Regions from separate parts of the Danio rerio genome. Here regions 1 and 3 are each linked to region 2. Evidence: chromatin contacts called from public Hi-C data. All regions are on one chromosome and are shown on one strand. Each heading gives the region's core, a stretch centred on a gene start, on an enhancer-like site or on the middle of the called end of the contact. The rest is flanking DNA. Distances are from core to core; before and after follow the strand shown.

Region 1 (2,700 bases), core at 16-2,515, 170 kb before region 2:
GTCAATATGACGTTGGTTTAAGATGTTGGCTTGATGTTAGATTTTGGTCACTTTCCAACACAACCTAAAATTAACCAAATAATAACACCATTTGACGACCTTGTCCTTAGATGCTGGCTATATATATATATATATATATATATATATATATATATATATATATATATATATATATATATATATATATATATATATATATATATATATATAATGTGTATATATATATATATATATATATATATATATGTATATATATATGTATATATATATATATATATATATATATATATATATATATATATATATATATATATATATATATATATATATATACATACATACATACATACATGTATGTATGTATGTATGTTTGTATATATATATATATATATATATATATATATATATATATATATATATATATATAAGTATAGATATATATATATAAATCTTATTACGTTATGTGCCCGCTGGGGACATTGAAGTGTGTTTTAGTTTATCATCAATGCTTAAGTACGTAACTACATTTCAAAAACATTGAACTTAAGTCCTATTTTTGTAGGTCAAATTCCCTAAAGTAATTGCATTTAATATAAATTTCATCTACTATACATTTTTTATTTAACAGCAAAGCCCATGCAATTGATCAAAAACAAACATTAAGTTGACACAAATACAACTAGACTCTGTAATAAATAGTCTGTTTAAAAGTAAAACCAAATGTACTTTCTTCTCTGTGGTTTAAAACTAAGGTCTTTATGATTTAAGGCTGTGCATTTAGTCACAATCATAACCTCATTGTGCCCAGCTAGATATTATCTGCATGGGAACTGCAGTTGCATGCTAATATCACTTATGGAGAGACATTAGTGATCGCCTGCAGAATTTGCTGGCATATCAGCAAGAAAGACAGTTTAGTTTACCGCCCATCAAGCGGAAGACTTATGCCATGCGGTTGCATAAGACAAACAATATGTGGCAAAAGTTTACAGCTATCTGCTCTCTGCGGGTGTTTGAACTCGTGCGGCGCTCATACACACACACACACCAAAACAGAAGTTCATAAACGGGTTCAGGAAGAGGTCAGTCGCACACTTACCACGCATTGCACCATTAACTAAATGTTTCCTTAATTGTTTGAATTATATGGTAGTTGTGTCCCCCTTTCCCCAGCCCCCGCCCCATCGCTAATCCTCATGACCCCTCAAAGGCCGCTCAGGTGGATATGTGTGTGTGTGTGTGTGTGGAGGGGAGGAGCGATGTCTGCTCTGACCCATGGCTGAACTTTGCAGAGATTTCCTGTTGCTGCTGTAGACAGAGTGTGTTGTGCCGTGGAGAGGTGCAGATGGCACGATCTGTCCTTCTATTTGCCCATTCCCTCGCTTCGGAGCCTCCATTAGATCTCCGCGCATCATCAGATTTACTGTTATTGTCAGCCACTGGTTTTCACACTTCTTATTTGTTTGGAGTGAATATGTCAGTGCTGCAAATAGGCAGGATGGTGTTGGGAGGTCAGATGTTCCTACAAATTGTTTTTCTGGTGCAATAATAGTCCATGTTTAGAGCCTATTGGTGCTAATTTGCCAGCAGCTAGCTCTCTGCAACTCTCACATGGTCGCCCACTGAAGCTAAGCAGGGCTGCGCCCGGTCAGTACCTGGATGGGAGACCACATGGGAAAGCTAGGTTGCTGCCTGAAGTGGTGTTAGTGAGGCCAGCAGGGGGTGCCCAACCTGCGGTCTGTGTGGGTCCTAATGCCCCAGTATAGTGACAGGGACGCTATACTGCTCAGTGAGCGCCGTCTTTCGGATGAGACGTTAAACCGAGGTCCAGACTCTCTGTGGTCGTTAAAAATCCAAGGATGTCCTTCGAAAAGAGTAGGGGTTTAACCCTGGCATCCTGGCCAAATCTGCCCACTGGCCTCTGTACATCATGGCCTCCTAAACATCCCCATATTCAATTGGCTTCATCACTCTGTCTCCTCTTCACCAATCAGCTGGTGTGTGGTGTGCTGTCTGGCGCAAAATGGCTGCCGTCGCGTCATCTAGGTGGATGCTGCACACTGGTGGTGGATGAGGAGATTCCCCACCACTGTGTAAAGCGCTTTGAGTGCCGAGAAAAGCGCTATATAAATGTAAGGAGTTATTATTATTATTATTATTAATTTTATGTTTCAGGTACATAGACTGTAAAAATGGTTTCATATGGTTATGGTCAATTCAATTTATTCAATTCACCTATAGGGGCAAATACGTTGCTCATAGGATGTTTTGTTGTAATTTTGAGATGAAAAAATCCACTAGAGGGCGCCCTTTACATATTTGGAAATGTAAAATACATTGCTTGGAGTACATTTTGTTGCGCTTTTTAGATGCAAAATCATCCCGAGGGTGCTTTCTACATTTTTTTAAATCTTTGGACTTGTGGGGGAAACCGGAGAACCCGGAGGAAGCCCACGTGAACTAGAGGAAAACATGCAAACGCCAGCAGACCCAGCCAGGACTCGAAAGTTAGCTTTACTTTTTTAAGTAAAGCTCACTGATCAATTTTACAATGTAATTGTAAATTTTCCACATTTTAGTCGAGATTAACTGCCATAAAAATGTCACCATACAAAACATTAATTAATAATAATCAAAATAATCATTATAGTCCAGGAACAAAGGCAGCTTTTTGTATATTCATGACTGATTATTAAAAAT
Region 2 (2,721 bases), core at 172-2,671:
GAATGACGGCCAGATATCCCAAATATGTGCATCATTTTCTCTAAAAAAAACTGTATAGATGAAAACGGGAGGTAGAGAAGGTGTTTGATCCATTTCATAAAGATCGGCTATGAAGTACGCGTTTGTATCATCGATAATTAAGAGTGCTGGTGAAATGGATATAAAAAACACGGAGAGGTCATTTGATTAAAAAAAAACAACAACAATATTATTATTGCGTTTGCATTAGAGCTTAAATAAACTTTACAACGCAAAAAGAACATTACACACGCATATTAATACAGCTGTTCTGTGTCAGTTAAATCAGTTGACTGGTTGAGTTATTTAGAAACCTAAAGGTTAAAAATAACCCAACAAAGCACCAAATATTTAACCCAACTGGTTGAGTTATTAAGAAATGACCTAATAAAGATTAAAAGTAACCCAACAAAGCACCAAATATGCTTAACTCAATCATTGGGTTAAATAAATAACTCTAAGTTTTTTAGAGTGTGTGAATATACACATATAAGAAGGGTGTGGATATGTGCCGTGTAGGCTGCATTGTTGTTGTACGCCTAGTTGATGGGGAGAAAGGAAGAAAAACATCACTAAATATATTAAGGAAAATAATACACAAGACTAAGATTTTTTTTATCTTCGCCCAATTTGTTGTGTCCAGTGTTTTGTTTTTACTTTTTATTTTATTTAGTTTGACTGTGTTGCAGAATAGTAAACCAACACCAGAAACAATTGTGATAAAATTGTGAATCATTATGGTCCTGGAAAAAATTGTGATATGATATTTTATCTATATTACCAGCCTGATCTCACGAGGAAACGTAAGTACTTACGTTTTGTCAGTTTAGTGGCTAATTTGTAGTCGAATTCGAAGTGAATTTCGAGTTCAGTACGATTTTAAAAAAGGAGGCGTGGCATCTAACCCCACCCCTAACCCCAACTGTCACTGGGTAATGAGCAAATCGTACTAAATTGTACAAATTAGATCGTATGAATTCAAACGAATTAGCCACTAAATTAAAAAGTTACGAAATGTCGTGAGATTACGTTATCACCCATTCCTATGTTCAACAGAATGAAGAAACTCAGGTTTGGAATAACTTGAGGTGGGTAAATTTTCATTTTTGGATGAACTTTCCCTTTAAATTTTAAAAAGACAAGCACCACTTCAGAAAACGTGAAAATGCTTATTTTACAGAGTAGAAACATACTTGGCATCAATGCACATACTTTGTGTTCCCACTTCAGTAAACACACACACACACACACACACACACACACACACACACACACACACACACCACTCTCTACTCTACTCTATCAATCTAAGAGCATGTGTGTATCTGTAGTTATGTTATCGGTGTGTGTGCAGGGCGGTGAGAGCTGGCAGGGTGAAGCGAACAGATGGGTCTCTGTTGCAGTCAGTGTGTCCCTCCACACTGCTCCAGATGGCCAAAAGAGCCATCATATCCCTCCATCAGAACAGCCTGAGATGATTCAGGGCCTTCACTCGCTTCCTGACACAGAGGGGAAGCGTGAAGGGAACCGCACCAGCTGACTCTTTACAAGAGCAAACCCAAGTGACTGTTTTTCTTATAAAATAATGCATGGCAGGATGCTCAAAAAAAAACCTCTTTGTACATTAGGTACTGATGATGAATTCTGAAAGAGTGAAGCACTTGAGGGTTTCTAAAGATGAGGAGATCTCAATCTGCATTTTAAAGAATCCAAGGGTCATGACCAGGGCCAGACGGAATCTGCGGACGTTTTTTGCTATTTCTGCGGAGAATTTTGGTAAAAATCTGCAGATTTCAGTGGAATTATTTTGGGAGTATCCATCCAGCGGAGTATCATAACTAAAACCTTAATATATGAAATAAAAAGTAATAAATTACTGGAAAAAAAATGAATAAACTGAGATTTACATATTTACTCAAGTGAATAAACAGAATTAATGATGGGCTAAAAATCTGCAGAAATCTGTGGAATTTTGCGGAAAATCTGCGGAAATCTGCATGCGCAGATTCCGTGTGGGCCTAGTTATGACTATTATGGTTTTGGAAAATAAAGGATGCAATGATGTAATTTTTTCATACATTTTAATGAAACGAAAACTGCTACCAATATTTTTAAAAATATAATCCTTTTGAAATGGTGGCTTAGTGATTAGCACTGTCACTTCACAACAAGAAGGTTACTGGTTTGAGTCCTGGCTGGGCCAGTTGGCATTTGGAAGTTTGCATGTTCTCCCTGTGTTGGTGTGGGTTTTCTCTGGTTGCTCCGCTTTCCCCCACAGTCCAAAGACATGAGCTTGAGGTGAACTGAATAAACTAAATTTAAGTGTGTGAATGTGAGAGTGTATGGGTGTTTCCCAGTAATGGGTTGCAGCTAAAAGGGCATCCGCTGTGTAAAACATATGCTGGACAAGTTGGCAGTACATTCTGCTGTGTTGATTCCTGATGAATAAAAGGACTAAGTCGAAAGAAAATGAATGAAATGGCATAAGGGCAAGTAAAAGACAACAGAAATTACATTTAAATATTATTAAACATGTTAAATCACAATATTTGACATGTTTTAAGCTAACTGCAACCACTTCTAGTTAGTTACCCTTGTAATAAATAACTCAATCTCAACTAAAAACGTATTAATAACCCTAAGTGAAGATCAATACAATTTAGGGCTATACAATATATATCGTTTTAGCATCGATATCGCAAT
Region 3 (2,700 bases), core at 192-2,691, 200 kb before region 2:
TTTTGAGCTGAAACTTTACAGACACATTCTGGAGACACAAAAGACTCATATTAAATCTGAAAAAAGGGGTAACCTTGGTGCCCTTTAAATAAACCAACTAATTTTAGCTGCCTATATTGTGGTCAATTTAACAGAAGAAAACCAGCCGTTTTAATAGTGTAGCAATAAATAGAGCACACTTTTACTTTGTGGAAGGAATGTGGCTCAATTTATGTGAACAATAGCAAGGATTTCTATTGAGATACAGCAGGAAAAATAAGTATTGAGTGTGTCTTGAGCGCACTGGCGCCGTTGTCCTGTGGCTACCGTTGCATCATCCAAGTCAATGCTGCACACTGGTGGTGGTGTGGAGAGACCCCCCCCCATGGTTGTGAAGTGCTTTGGGTGTATGGCCATACACGATAAATGCACTATATACATATACATTATTTACTTACTAACATCCCTAATTTGTACAATAGTCAATATTTGAATTGGATCATCACCTTTCATGAAAGTTTTCCTAAAACTATTGAACAATCATCCTTGTCCTTGGACAATTTTGAAAAACAATTTTGATTCGCTTCCAATGCTGACTATTGGTTTACATATATATTAAAGTACTGTGCGCAAAAACAATTCAAAGCACATTTGGGAGCTGCTCATACATCATTTCTATAGTTAGAAGACAGAAAAATATCTACAGTTACAAGGTTTAACAATAATTACAGTTATATTATTCATTTATTTTCCTTCGGCTTAGTCCCTGATCCATCAGGACTTGCCACAGTGCAACAAACCGCCAACTACAGTTATATTGTTTTTGGCTTAGTAAATTAAGATGTAAACTATTGATATTTTTCATATAGAGAAACAATCCCAACCCCCTACTTCCTGTGCCTTTGATATCAATTCACATTATACATTTAAATAGCACCCCAATCTGCATTCTTATTCAGTTCGAATACATACACAAGTGATACAAATACCATAGCTAAATTAGCACCTTGTTTCTGTACCCAATCATTAAAGTTTGATTTAAAAATGAACTGCTGAGATGCTAATTCCAATCCTACTGCAATTAAAAAAGTCCCACGACGAGATTGATTTGTTTCAGAGGTGGTTCGACAGGGTCGTTTACTAGGTAACAGGTCACTTGGAACAGAGCCAAATCTTTTCAGCACCTATTCATCCATGCATGCATGTGGTGATGGTATCATCATGGATGTTCATGCAGTCTGTGTGTTGTCAGCTCTGACATGTTTATCGTAACCGAGGGCTGTTTTGTTTCTACAGGGTCAAGGTGCCATCACAGAGAAGCTAAGGAGCTTCAGCATGCACGACCTTACCCAGATCCCACAAGACGACGGCTATTCGTCATACGCCTCCAACCCAGCCAGAAGAGCCATCATGGACCAGCCCGATGGAGCTGGTAAGTGTTACCTCTCAGATTAATTATTAACACACCATCCTTTGTTTCCTTTCGCTCTGTTGTTTCTCAGCTGTGTCCACAACAGAAGGCAGATGCCTCGCTCTCCCTATTCATTCACTAACTTGACAGACGGCATTTTTTTTATGAAGCTGCTGTTCCAGACAGGGTTATTATACTTAATTGGAGAAAAAAAAATGAAAGTTTTGAGGTTGAAATCATATTTGCGAGCTAAAAACAAAAAAAAGTTAATAAAAATACAAGAAAAATAACTAAAAGAAAACAACTTAAACATTTGAAAAATAAAATAAAACAATGCAAGTGACAGAAACACGCAACAAGATGACAAAACACTGTGGCGTTTAATTAGTGGTTGACCCAAATAATGACCAGGGCTTTTATTTTGACAGTGGTGAGAATGCAGATTTGGATGTAAACAGTCCCTTTATCCAACTATGCTGTGCCAAAGAGCTTAGAATGACCAAGAGGCGACACTCAATAGAACGTTTCATTGCAACAGCAGCGCCCAGCAACAGTGCCAGATTCTGCCATTTTGGAGTGAAAGCAGTTGGCTGTCCATTGGATCTTATTGCTGTCGCGAAAGCTGAGATACAACCTGAAAGACGACAATACAACACTTACTATGACAATCATCAGCACTTTTAATAGTTTATTTTACAGACTTATAATATGCTGTTGTTCTATTGGAGTTTTCTTTCCAAAATCTAGTGGCTGTTTCCCAAATTGCACTAGAATGTCGCCTCTTGGTGATTCTATGCTCTTTGGCTGTGCTGTGACATTCATGTCATAATAATTGTGTATACAGTTTTTTCCTCTTCTTCATGATCTCAGAAATTTTGTTGCATTTAAATGGCTACATTATATATATATATATATATATATATATATATATATATGGATGGATGGATGGATGGATGGATAGATAGATATGTATGGATATCTGTATTAGGGGCTGAACGACTACAGATTTTTGGAATTTCATAGAATTTACATAGAAACAAACCTATATATAAATATAAATAAACATGTTCTCAAATGTATACATGACTGTGTGTGTATATATATATATATATATATATATATATATATATATATATATATATATATATATATAAATAATCAATATACACAATACGCAAAAGTATATTATTAAAAAAAACAACTTTTATTTTGGATGTGATTCCTCACGATTAATCTTAGCCCAGCACTAATATATTTGTTTACTTCCCATGTGTTTATGTTTAAAAACGTTTTTGCATCATGCTTTATTT

The links. Hi-C and Micro-C count contacts between places; a contact is called where the count stands out from the background.
Region 1: a contact with region 2 is called in a Hi-C map of hematopoietic stem cells, with 4 times the contacts expected there. The contact joins two enhancer-like sites. A contact is called at or near these places in 9 of 18 Hi-C or Micro-C datasets (caudal fin, embryo, fibroblasts and 3 more) and 1 of 4 datasets of contacts at active chromatin or transcription factors (caudal fin).
Region 3: a Hi-C map of embryo shows a contact between it and region 2, with 3 times the contacts expected there. The contact joins two enhancer-like sites. A contact is called at or near these places in 5 of 18 Hi-C or Micro-C datasets (caudal fin, embryo and an unstated tissue) and 1 of 4 datasets of contacts at active chromatin or transcription factors (caudal fin).

What each region holds. Positions count from the first base shown.
Region 1 is chr12:9,445,981-9,448,680 of GRCz12tu, forward strand. No RefSeq gene overlaps it. Among named protein-coding and RNA genes, the nearest start is that of cyp26a1, 66 kb to the right of the region's middle. Within about 2 kb of position 1,266, at least 17 of the 62 cell types and tissues checked have an H3K27ac peak or open chromatin away from gene starts, as enhancers often do.
Region 2 is chr12:9,620,765-9,623,485 of GRCz12tu, forward strand. The region is part of intron 1 of exoc6 (exocyst complex component 6); the gene reads right to left. Among named protein-coding and RNA genes, the nearest start is that of exoc6, 21 kb to the right of the region's middle. Within about 2 kb of position 1,422, at least 19 of the 62 cell types and tissues checked have an H3K27ac peak or open chromatin away from gene starts, as enhancers often do.
Region 3 is chr12:9,419,675-9,422,374 of GRCz12tu, forward strand. reep3b (receptor accessory protein 3b) reads left to right here. Exons shown (of 8, transcript NM_200161.1): 6 at 1,276-1,411. Among named protein-coding and RNA genes, the nearest start is that of reep3b, 46 kb to the left of the region's middle. Within about 2 kb of position 1,442, at least 10 of the 62 cell types and tissues checked have an H3K27ac peak or open chromatin away from gene starts, as enhancers often do.